2 separate regions of the Zea mays genome follow, and region 2 is linked to region 1. A link is a contact called in public Hi-C data. All regions are on one chromosome and are shown on one strand. Each heading gives the region's core, a stretch centred on a gene start, on an enhancer-like site or on the middle of the called end of the contact. The rest is flanking DNA. Distances are from core to core; before and after follow the strand shown.

Region 1 (5,761 bases), core at 3,063-5,562:
TCTTGTATCAAAGCAATGTTTCTCAAAATAATGGTATTTTTAGAGCTGAACAGTATTGTGATATTCTCACGACAATACGAAGTAGTATTGTAAAAACATTGTTGCACAGTCGAAGGTACACGTACAGGGGTAGCTGCCTTTCCAAAGTGGGAAGATTTTGACCTTTTTTTTGTCGCGCTGCGAGTCTGCGACAATTCAATTTCCATGTGTTGGACGCAAGACGGAGATCATCCATTCCAACTCTCATGATCCATTAGATAGGCTGCTTGCAATAATACTTGATGCATCATCTCAAAAGCTATAAAATTTATTATATTTTCATGTCATGATATTGTAATAATCTATAATTTAACATAGCAAGCCTTAATCCACTTTTAATAAATTGAAAATCATTTAATAGATAATAACTACATGCTAATATATCATTAGAAAAGACTAATGATTTTATTAGCAGTCTGGCTCTAAATAAACGTCTAGCAAGCCTTAATCCACTTTTAATAAATTGAAATTCATTTAATAGATAATAACTACATGCTAATATATCATTAGAAAAGACTAATGATTTTATTAGCAGTCTGGCTCTAAATAAACGTCTAGCAAGCCTTAATCCACTTTTAATAAATCGAAAATCATTTAATAGATAATAACTACATGCTAATATATCACTAGAAAAGACTAATGATTTTATTAGCAGTCTGGCTCTAAATAAACGTCTAGCAAGCCTTAATCCACTTTTAATAAATTGAAATTCATTTAATAGATAATAACTACATGCTAATATATCATTAGAAAAGACTAATGATTTTATTAGCAGTCTGGCTCTAAATAAACGTCTGGCAAGCCTTAATCTACTTTTAATAAATTAAAAATCATTTAATAGATAATAACTACATGCTAATATATCATTAGAAAAGACTAATGATTTTATTAGCAGTCTGGCTCTAAATAAACGTCTATTTCTAGTGGCTCAGAGAATCTTCGCATATACAGCCCGTAAGACCAACTCCAGCAGACTCTCTCTCCGTATCTCTAAAACGCACGGCCAACAGTTTCTCTCTCCTCTCCGTATCCGTTTCCAGCAGACTCCGTATTTGCACTCCGCATGCAGTCTATGACACCTGGGGCCCGCGAGCAGCCGCGCGCGCATGCAGTGAGCTGCGGAGAGGAGAGAGAAAGCGTGGAAATGGGGAGTGCAGGTACAGGCCGTGCGTTTTATGGAGACGGATGCGGAGACTGCTGGACTGATGAATAGTGTGCTTCGCTGCGCAAAATAGGGATACGGAGCCGCATGCGGAGTGCTGCTGGAGTTGGTCTAAGTGTAGCCAAACGCATAACCGATGCCCATGGCCAATCCATACCCCATACCAGAAAGCATGCTGCAAGGTTTATAACTTTATACACTCCCTCCGATCGCCCTGTAATACAGTGAATTCTGTAACACGGCGAATTCTAAAAAAATAACTCAAATCTCACATGAAGCTATAAATTAAGTTTCCCCTCAAATTATAACTTTTAAAACGAACTTCGCCATAAATCCAGGGCCGAAAGTGTTTTCGAAAGCGGCTGATTGTTGGGTTTGTAAGCCAGAAGTGCTTCAAGCCAGTTTACAATATATCAAGATCCATCATGGATTTAAATACAGATCGTACTTCAGAAAGAGCGTCTTGGACAGAGAAAAAGGCCCGATACTCAGGACGGGAAATGCATCATGGGCTGGTTTGGGAAACCAGTTCATTTTTCCTAGGGAAAATAGAAATCCCTTGGAAAAATGAAGTTTTCAAACTAACCCTAAATATATAATTTTAAACCTCCGAGAAAAAAGATCATGTTTCTTCCATACACATCTAGTTCCAAACAACAAAACTGCATGCATATTCATCCGCTTCCTAATAATGTAAAATTGGGAGAGCACAGAAAGTTTCTTAGAACACAATAGAGCTTGATCGTGAACCTAATTCATCCTTTTGATGAGCTCGTTGATGTAATTCTCACGGTTACCGGCATCACCACCCTCCACATAGTGGTTCCTCTTCTTCTTCAGACCTCCCAGCGGTGCCTTCAGCTTAAATGGCCAAAGGAAGTTGTTCGCCTCCTTGAAGTGTGGGCCGACAGTCATGATCTCATGAACAAGATCCTCAATGCAAATGATGTTGTGCTTGCCCAAGCCCTGATAGAACACCAAATGGTGGAGATCATCATGTAAATTGTCAAATACAAGCAGATCACAAAGGATCCAGGTGCAGAGCTCAAGATTGCAAACCTCCTCGATGACTTGGTTGTTAGACAGAGGGATCCTCTGCTTGTTCAGTTTTCCGTAGCCCCTCTTGTAGATCAACTCCCTGACACTCTTCAAGTTCGGGTACCTAAACAAGATATATCAGTTTAGCAAGGTCATGAGAAGCTGGAGTCACCAAGCAAAGATGCAGTAACTACCTCCAGACTCTCCTATTGTAGCAATGTTTTAACAGAAACTAATTGAATATACATGCATCAACGTGCATCTTCTACTCATCAAAAGCAAATACTATCACCATAATCAATACTGGATGACTGGATGTGGATGTAGAACTACATATCCTTGATTAAGCTTACAAATTTAAACTCCAGATTTAACACAATACTCTATTGTAAATTCACTCAAGCAACAGGTCACAGTATGATCTCTTTTCAACTACGTACTTCGAGTGAAAAATACACCAAAATAAGAAGCAAGACAATAATTAAATCAGCAAAGAGAAATTACCCATATGCAACATAAGGCTCAACCCTGCGAAGCATGTTAATGGTAGCCTTGTTGACTTTCAGGAACACGCCATTGAATATCTGAAAAATTAAATTAAATGTCCAGTTTCACAAACAATCGGCCATAATTCAATAGCAAGAACGTAATTGGCAAACCCACCTGCCTCAAACGCAGAAGCTGCAATATCTTCCTGGTCTTAGGATGCATGGCATTGATACTGTAGTTTCAACGGAATTAAAAACAAGCATAATCATACAAATTCCTCTACATAATACTGGCATAAGCACTTGCGACTCACCCACGGATGCGGATCACAAATAGCAGCTTTGCCTCAGGACTGACATAGAAACCACCCTTCAAACGGGCCTCACGCTTAAGCTGTACCAGTTCCTTCTCCTGCTCTCAGCATCCACATAAGCATGCAAATAAATAACACATTTCAGTTCACTATTTCATCTTGAAAGCATCCTAATAATAGCAATGATCCTATATGCCCAACGCAATCAGAACCATATACTGATAAAGTAATGGGATAACTTTTATACTTAGACGGCGTTTGAATGCACTAGAACTAATAATTAGTTGGCTAAGGGGGTGTTTAAATGCACTAAAACTAATAGTTAGCCATTAAAATTAGTTGAGACGTCCAAACCCCCTAGCTAATAGTTCAAGTATTAGCTATTTTTAGTAAATTGGTTAATAGTTAGTTAGTTATTTGTTAGCTAGCTAATTTCACTAAAAAAATTTAGTCAACTAACTATTAGTTTTAGTGCATTCAAACACCCCCTAAAAATTGTTAGTGAAATTAGCTAGCTAACAAATAGCTACCTAACTATTAACTAATTTACCAAAAATAGCTAATAGCTGAACTATTAGCTAGACTGTTTGGATGTCTCAACTAACTTTGGCCACTAACTATTAGCTCTAGTGCATTCAAACACGCCTTTACTGTGGCACACAATGCACAACAATATTCTATATTTCATGAAGTTGGGACTATACTACTGGTCCTTAGAAAGAATTCTAAATACTTGGGCTAGAACATCTCTTAACAAAAGCACTAATCAGCATGCGTTCCAAATGCACTAGGCAATAGTTCAGTTTGCTGTACAGTAAGCAGAGAAGACAACCGGTCCTACAACTGCTTTGAGATGAAAATAACACGCCGCACGCGAAGCCCTACGACCCACCCCGCACGAATAGTCTACAAGGAGGTTAGATCGAGCAGGATCAGGAGATCTGACCTGGGCATCGTACTCCTCGGCGTACTGCTTGGCGCGGGTGAAGATGAGCTTCCGGTTCTCGATGGACTTCTTCCTCTCGGCCAGGGACTTCTCCTTCTTCTCGGCGGCCCACTGCTCCTCGCGCTTCCGCTTGCGGAGTACCGACTCCGGCACCGCCACCTTCACCGCCTCGGACGACATCTACACGACCCACGAGCACGGCCAAACCAAACCGCAACTTCTTAGCCAAAGATCGAAATGCGCAGCGAACAGAGAAAGCAGCAATGGAGTGCGGCGCGGTCGCTTACCTTACCTGGACGATCTGCGTAGGAGAGGGGGGACGCGGGGAGGGCGGGGGGCGGAGGTGGACGCAGGCGGCGAGGGGAGTGGGAATGGCGGGTTATGTAGTAGGGTTTGGTGATAGGGTTTGTTAAGGTGATCCGACGGCGGGGAATGATTTGGGACCCGCGGCGTGTAATGATGGGTGGGCTGGTGAGGACATGTGAGCTTGAGTCGAGTTTACCATGGGCCAATATTGTTGGGCCCTATCCCTTCGGATCGTCAATTACATGTAGTGCCAGAGTGGGCCGTCAACACGACGCTTGGGTCAACCTACACGGTCATCAACCGCGCAGGTGTTGAGCAGACTGACTAGTCATAACTCATAAGTCATAACCACTATCATGTCCCGTTGTATTTCTGCGCCTTCGTCTTCGGAAAACTTGGGCTATGGTGAGCCGCCATGGACTATGTTGTATCAGTTTTTAACCTTTTTGGTATGCAAAGACAAATCTACCCGTACTCTATTTTAATGGTAATTGATTCAGTCGGTTTTTTTATCAAATTTAAATATAGCTTGAACTCATATCTTTAATTTGGATATTTTAAATAATAAAGAAACATTTAAATCCGACTGAGGAGAGGTAGGGGTGTGCGTTCGGGTTATCCAAAATGTTTGGATCGAGTAATTTAAATCTCGGGTTCCGAGAATCAGTGCCCGAAATTACTGAAAATTTGATTACCCAGATTTTCGGGCTCGGATATTTCCGAACTACCCGGACTATTGTGTGAGCTTCGTCAACACCCTATTAAATTAGTACAAAAATACAGTTTTAATAATGATATACATGCACTTAAAAAGCACATTCAATCTACAATGACAAGTTCGTATGTCATATAGTTACACATAATTATAGATACACAAATTGTTAATTAAGAACAATGACGTAACTACATGTCACATAAAAAGTTCTAGTGTTCTAGGTAATTTGGATTCGGGTTTTGCATGTTACCACCCGAAATTCTAAAATGAATTTCGGGTTTCGAGTATTTTGAGTTTAGGGTATTCCGGATTGAGGTTACAAGTTTTGTTGCCTAATCGTAGCCAGCGGGCACCAAGCCATCGCATGCATAGGACTCGAACGGTGGCAATCACCGTGATTTTCTCCAAACTAACTAAGGGCGGTGCATAATTTGCTAACTAAAATTGGTTTTAGTTAGAAACTGGCAGCTTTTAAAATTATAAAACTAAGGGTCATACTGGCATGTTTGGAAATAATCTAGTTTATCTGAACCAGTTTTTTTCCCGCAAAAGTAGGTGCTTTCAAATAAAGTCTTAAAAATTCCTAAATTTTATGGCACGTTACAAACTCACAATCTTCTCCGAACGAACCGCAAGTCACTAAATGGTGGCTAGTACAGCTCTACAGCAACTACACTGTCGTGTATGTCATCACTTATGTTTGGAGCATGTACGTGTTGGAGAATCCTTTTGTGACATGTGGGGAGTTTGGGG
Region 2 (5,891 bases), core at 584-3,083, 68 kb after region 1:
GATAATTTTAATTGCTAGATCATTTCAGTTGCATCAAATATATGTCAGTGTTTATCTCTGTATGTTGCTATTAAAGTGTCAAAAGTATTTGTGTTAGCAGTGCTAAATGTTTCCTCATCACCTTTTCAGGGAGCCATTGATTACAAATATCATGTGGAGAAACTTAATTATCATGGTATGCTATATTTGCTGTTGTATTCTGTGTTTCTTGTTATAGATTTTCCTACTGAACGCTTGTTCTTTGTTCAGGCTTTGTTTCAAGTTTCAGTTCTCCTCACTCTCAACTTCAAGGGAATAAGCCTCCTGCAGTTGAAAAATGATGATCCAGCACATGCAGATAAAGTGAAAAATACCTTCATTTTCAACACATTTGTTCTCTGCCAGGTTCTGCGTTTTAGCTTTTGCTTAGAAAAGATGTTTCTGCCTTTTTGTCTAATGCGGCTCCGGAGCTTTATACAACAAACGCAGTAGTGGCCTGACATGTGTAATTTTGTCTTCTTAGGTGTTCAACGAATTCAATTCGCGTAAACCAGATGAGCTGAATATATTCAAGGGCATTTCAGGGAACCATCTGTTTATTGGCATCATAGCTATAACAGTTGTACTCCAGGTAGAATCTCTAGAATGAGTTTCCTTTCTTAACTAAGATAAATTTATTTAGGTGTTTTGTTCTCACATTCTTTTGTTTCTGTTTATATTTAGGCGCTTATCGTTGAGTTCCTTGGCAAGTTTGCCTCAACGGTAAGGCTAAGTTGGCAGTTGTGGTTGGTATCGATAGGTCTTGCTTTCTTCGGGTAAGGTTTTCATATGCTTGCTGATGAAATTGATAGAACCATGACACGTTTCTCTCCCTCTATTGCGCCTGATCATTCCCTTATTTGCTCTGCAGCTGGCCGCTGGCATTCGTGGGGAAGCTTATTCCTGTTCCTAAACGTCCATTGGGAGAATTCTTTGCATGCTGCTGTATCTGCAAGGGGAGCAAACAAGGTAGCCATTGCACTGCAAAATCCTTTACTCCTTGCCGATTTAAGTAGTGCATGGTGGAGTGATCAAATATATCAGAGCATCTTTTGCCTCTTCCCCCAGTTTTTGTCGCACATCCCTGACAGTTCTGTTTGTGCAGCCCCTGATGACGCAACCTCTAATGATAAGGAAGACAACAAGCCCGAGCCTTGAGATGTCAGCAAGATTGATGGTTGCTAACAATGACCTTGTGCTGTTTCTTACCGGGTTTTGACGTGTTGGATTTGTGATTACCACTGATTGCTATTGTACTTCAAACAGGAAGGCTGGAAATGCAACTCGGCTTCTCATGAGACCTTGTCATTTGCTGTAGTTCGTTCGCAACTGTATATTGTAGCTTGGAAGACTCTGTGCCGTGGTGCGTGTATTTGAGAAATTTCTATGCAAAGTGAGCTGGCGATAACATTGGATGGCGCAGCAAAGCATCGCGCGCAGTGTTTCCTAGGCATCATCCAGTGCGGCTCGTGGATGCTTTTCGTGGGTGGAGCTGCCTGTGTTCGTGCCATAGCATTTGACGAGTGGGCGCCCGCTGTCGGCTTTGTGCCTTGAAGCCTCCGATGCAGAGAAAACAAGGTGAGTTGGAACCCGAGACGTGTCTGACCAGCATGGCCCGTAGAAAAGTTTGCCCCGGCCGGCTAAAATTTCCCGTGCTCGTACTTTAGCCGTGCACTTGTGCGTCCATGTCCGTACGTACCGTTACGTGAAGCCGTTGCCTTCTCTATATTTCTTGTCAGCTGTCCAGTGTATTACACGCATGCGCGTTTCATTGTTGAGCCCCACGGGGCCGAGGCGACAGTTGACAGCAGCTGCAGCAGCAGACAGCGCCATGAATTCTCAGGCCCTCCCTCGGTTGGCACCAGTTGACGGACTCCCTTTGACACGATAGAAAAGTGAAGAGCGGGCGAGAGGGGTGCTTTTTTTTTACGCACCAAGTGGCCGGGGTCACGTTGAGTTGAGTAACCCGCGGGAATGGAGAAAGAGGACTCCGTCCCGTCCGCACCCGGGCCGGGTGGATCGATCTCAAGCTATCGTTGACGTTTTAACCGCTTCTGGTTTTGTAGATCCGATCCGAGAGAAAGGTCAGTATGAAGACGCACGCACCGCACCTGTTGCGGTCGCGTTTACAACGTCGGTTCGCTTCCGTCCCTTTCTCATAAATGCATCGCTCATCCTTATGAGGACTTTATTTTTCAGTTCCAAAGCCTTGTTCCGAGTCGTGCGTAGCACGCAGTCCTCTGTTGTCTCTCTGTTTGTGTACCAGCGCGCGCGCAAATGTCTCGTACCTACGCTACGCTACATGCGGTCACCTGCTGCTGGGTCAGTAGTTAGCTATGTTTGGTTCCAAAGCCAAACCACTGGATTAGGTGTGAAACGTAGTCATGACTTGTTTTGGTTGGCAATCAAGCGCTCTCTCTGTCATTATGATCTACATGTGCTCGAGGTACCATAGGCCCTTGGTGCACAGGAACACTCTTGGACGGCAAGGTGCAGCTCAGTCACCGTCTAAGAAACTGTTTTAGATCACCTGGACTTTGCCACGAATACCTTTTATCAGAAATGGGGGGAACGATAAAGGATGCTGGAAAATGAGATATTATTAGGGCATGTACAGTGGAGAGACACCAAAACGGTTCTCCAAGCACAGGAGACAACTAAGAGACTATATTGTACAATGGAGTGTCTATAAACGTAGTCTATTAATAAATATAGAATTAAATGTATTTGTATAGCATCAGATCGATAGAACAGACGACAAATTCGTACAGTGGGAAGTGAGGCGTCTGTTGTTACTTGGTTTACGAGCCAGAGGCGTCTCTTCACGGAGAGACGGCTCTAAGATTTTTTTGCAAATAACTCCCTAAAACACCTTAAGAGCCCCCACGTTAAACACCACTGTACATGCCCTTATCTATACTATACTTAAAGCACCAGTTTCAACGGTCGTTCTACGTCATATTTTTTCAAATAACCCCTCACATCTATCTCAAATTAACTTGCATCCCCATACACACAACATTCATGTCCAGCCCGTTAGCCAGTCGGGTGGTTAAATTAGCGTAAAATATTTTTAAAAAAGTGGTGTAGAAGGTGGGGTTCAAACCTAAGTCTTGATGGAAGAAGGACGGGAGACACTAAGTGAAGTCGTCTAACCAGTAGAACATCATCATGATCAATTGTTTTTAATATTGAATATAAATTGTACATATGTATATACGAGTTTTGTAAAATAAAAAAATACAATTGTGTCGGGCCGGATCAGCACTACAGGTCGAGGCTAAGGCCAAACACGACACGACGATCGTGTCGGGCTGGCCCAGGCACTATTAAATGGGCCATGCCCCGGACCAGCCCGCTAGACACGACCCATTTGGCCATATATACCTCTGCACGATAATGATGGTCCTCGTCTCAGTTGCCGCCACCTCGTTCGTCATCCTGCTTCTTTTCTCTCTCCCCTTATGCCTCCGCCTCCGCGCCACACATTCTCGGCAGAGGGCGTGGGAGCAGGCGCCTCCTCCCCGCATTCGTCCGACACTAGCCCCGACACCGACTCGCGCAGTGGCTATTGCACGTCCACGAGGGTGTTTCACAACATGCACGCACCATCGTTTTCGCCGTCGTCGGACGTCCCGTTTGTCTTTCGGCCTTTGCCCTGTTCTTCCTACCCAACCTGTTGCCCCTGCCCACGGTCGCAGCCGCGAGCCGACCGATGCTCGTCGATGTGGGTACGGGCAAGTCGATCTTGCTCCTGGCTTTTCTTCGTGCGTGTCGCCGAGGAGGACACGATGGTGCCTACCACGTAGGTTATCTTGGCGATGACGAGTCTAGATCTGAGATATTGGACAACCAAAGCCTGTAGCGCGACAGCAGTCGGCATATGCTACAGAGTTGGTGGTGTTGTTGTGTCGCCTTGGTGGGTCCAGAGCTGAAAGGGACTCGCATTCTCTCGCCCTTTTCGGAGTGACGCCTGGTGTGGGTGCCTTCGGTTTGGAGCTGCTCTGGTTGGGCTTCTTTCTCCGCTTGCGTGCTCTCTCCTTATATGTATCTAGCGGTATACTAGCTATGTCGCCTCCAGATGTCCATGTCTTCGTCGTGTACTTCTCCGGCAACGAACAGGTATGACTGCATCTTTCTTTCCCTTCCTGGTCTACGAAACCTTGGAAGTGGAGAAGGCGAGGGATGGGATCCCTGATTTGCTGTCTATGGTACCCATTAGATGGCTCAATATTGACTGTCTACATGGCCTTTCCTTTATCACGATGTCGACTCACTTAGTCAAATCAAAAAAAAATTATGCGGAGAGCAGAGACAATCAATAAAAAATATTGAGATCTTTTTTGGTGGATAGTTTACGTGTGTATTGTTGTGAGTCGTCGCAACGCACGAGCAACTGACTAGTAGCTAATAAATTGGCTTTATTTCCTGGAGGCACTAGGATTTGGACCCAGAGCCAAGTGGCCAAGTGTACCGAAGAATCGTGTCGTGACACACGACCAACTGCTTGACTCTCCCTCTTCTGTCCGATAACATTTGTACGCAAGATATAGACAGTACTACTACTATACATGTTAACCAAGGCGGGCAAAACATGTTTATAGGGACGGGTAAAAAATCCACTTTATTCAAAAGCATTTGAATATAAAGGTGGGGGTGTAGTGCATGATTCTTTTTTGGCGCTACATGTAAAAAGGCCCAACACCAAGAGAAGAGGAAAAAAAAGTGCAATTAAATGTTCAAACTCTAAATATGATCTATGGAGGCCTTGATCCAAAGGTCCTTGTGTGTCAATCAAAGAATTAGAATGTGCAGATGAGGTTTGGAGAAAACTTGAAGTTGATGGGGGGTGATCTACATGGCAGAATGCCCATGTTGACTCATTAAGTCATCTGTATTCGTTTTTCGTTATTCGTTTTGATGCATGCAAACAACCAAATGCAGTTGTATCTAGACTACATGCACAAATGAAACAATTAAACAAAAACCTACAGCACGGACCTAACCTGACCATATGGAGCTTGGCTCCTTCTCATGTACTGGCCAAGTCGGTATTCCACCTTCGCTTTCTATGCTTCGCGGTTTTTCTTAAGAGATCGCCATTAGAAATAATTTTTATCTTTAATTTTTCGAGTTTTTTCAAACGATCTTGTATGATGAAACCATCAAAATAAAAGTTGTAGATCTCTAAAAGTTATAAAACTTTTTAGTTGATAACTTTTTTATTTGAAATCATTTTGACTCTAAAAAATTACATCTAAATTTGTCAAATTTAAAATTCAAATTTTACAAACGACCTCGGATGAAAAAAGTGTCAAAGTGAAAGTTGTAAAACTTCAAAAGTTATTCAACTTTGTAGTCGACAACTTTTTATTTGAATTCGTTTACGGTCTCAAACAATCAATTTAGACTCAATTGGTTGTAATATGTGAACAACAAACTATAAATTAGACACAAAGCATGTCAAAGGTGGAGTGGTAGACACGCGAGGGTAAGGTTGGGCTTTTGATTCCTAGCAACCGCGTAGCGCGCGAAAAATGTCGGGACGAGAGGGGTGGGTCGAGGCCTCTCCTTAAATAAAATAATTATTTTTTGTTTTTAAAACCCATTTTATGTTTCTGAAAATTATTTTCACTAGCCATTTTATTACGCTGACTGCCAGTGGAAATCTTTCCACTGGCGGTTCTCAGTTATCCGTTTGTAAAAATGATAATTTCTACTAACCTCTAGCACTGGCGGTTCGATCTAAAAAGCGTCACTGAAAATGGGTTCATAACTGTCACTATAGAGGTTCTGTGTACTAGTGGCCTATTATCAGGTCGGGTCGGTTTGGTTCGTGCCACCCTGTTTGACGTGTGGGGTGGGGGTAGATT

The links. Hi-C and Micro-C count contacts between places; a contact is called where the count stands out from the background.
Region 2: a Hi-C map of seedling shows a contact between it and region 1, with 5 times the contacts expected there. The contact joins the enhancer-like site here to the promoter of LOC100191368 in region 1. A contact is called at or near these places in 4 of 25 Hi-C or Micro-C datasets (ear, leaf mesophyll, seedling and 1 more).

Annotation. Positions count from the first base shown.
Region 1 is chr2:12,110,002-12,115,762 of Zm-B73-REFERENCE-NAM-5.0, forward strand. LOC100191368 (60S ribosomal protein L7-2) reads right to left here and starts at 4,313. Exons shown (of 7, transcript NM_001136802.1): 1 at 4,280-4,313; 2 at 3,988-4,167; 3 at 3,042-3,139; 4 at 2,903-2,960; 5 at 2,744-2,823; 6 at 2,261-2,363; 7 at 1,515-2,167. The coding sequence starts at 4,167. The coding sequence ends at 1,952.
Region 2 is chr2:12,180,613-12,186,503 of Zm-B73-REFERENCE-NAM-5.0, forward strand. It overlaps LOC103645972 (calcium-transporting ATPase 5, plasma membrane-type), which reads left to right. Exons shown (of 35, transcript XM_008670703.3): 29 at 130-175; 30 at 250-384; 31 at 503-610; 32 at 703-794; 33 at 890-987; 34 at 1,124-1,195; 35 at 1,285-1,609. The coding sequence ends at 1,176. Among protein-coding and RNA genes, the nearest start is that of LOC103631159, 7.9 kb to the right of the region's middle. Within about 2 kb of position 1,834, at least 17 of the 20 cell types and tissues checked have an H3K27ac peak or open chromatin away from gene starts, as enhancers often do. A contact at or near this core is called in ear, leaf mesophyll, seedling and 1 more, where this site is marked.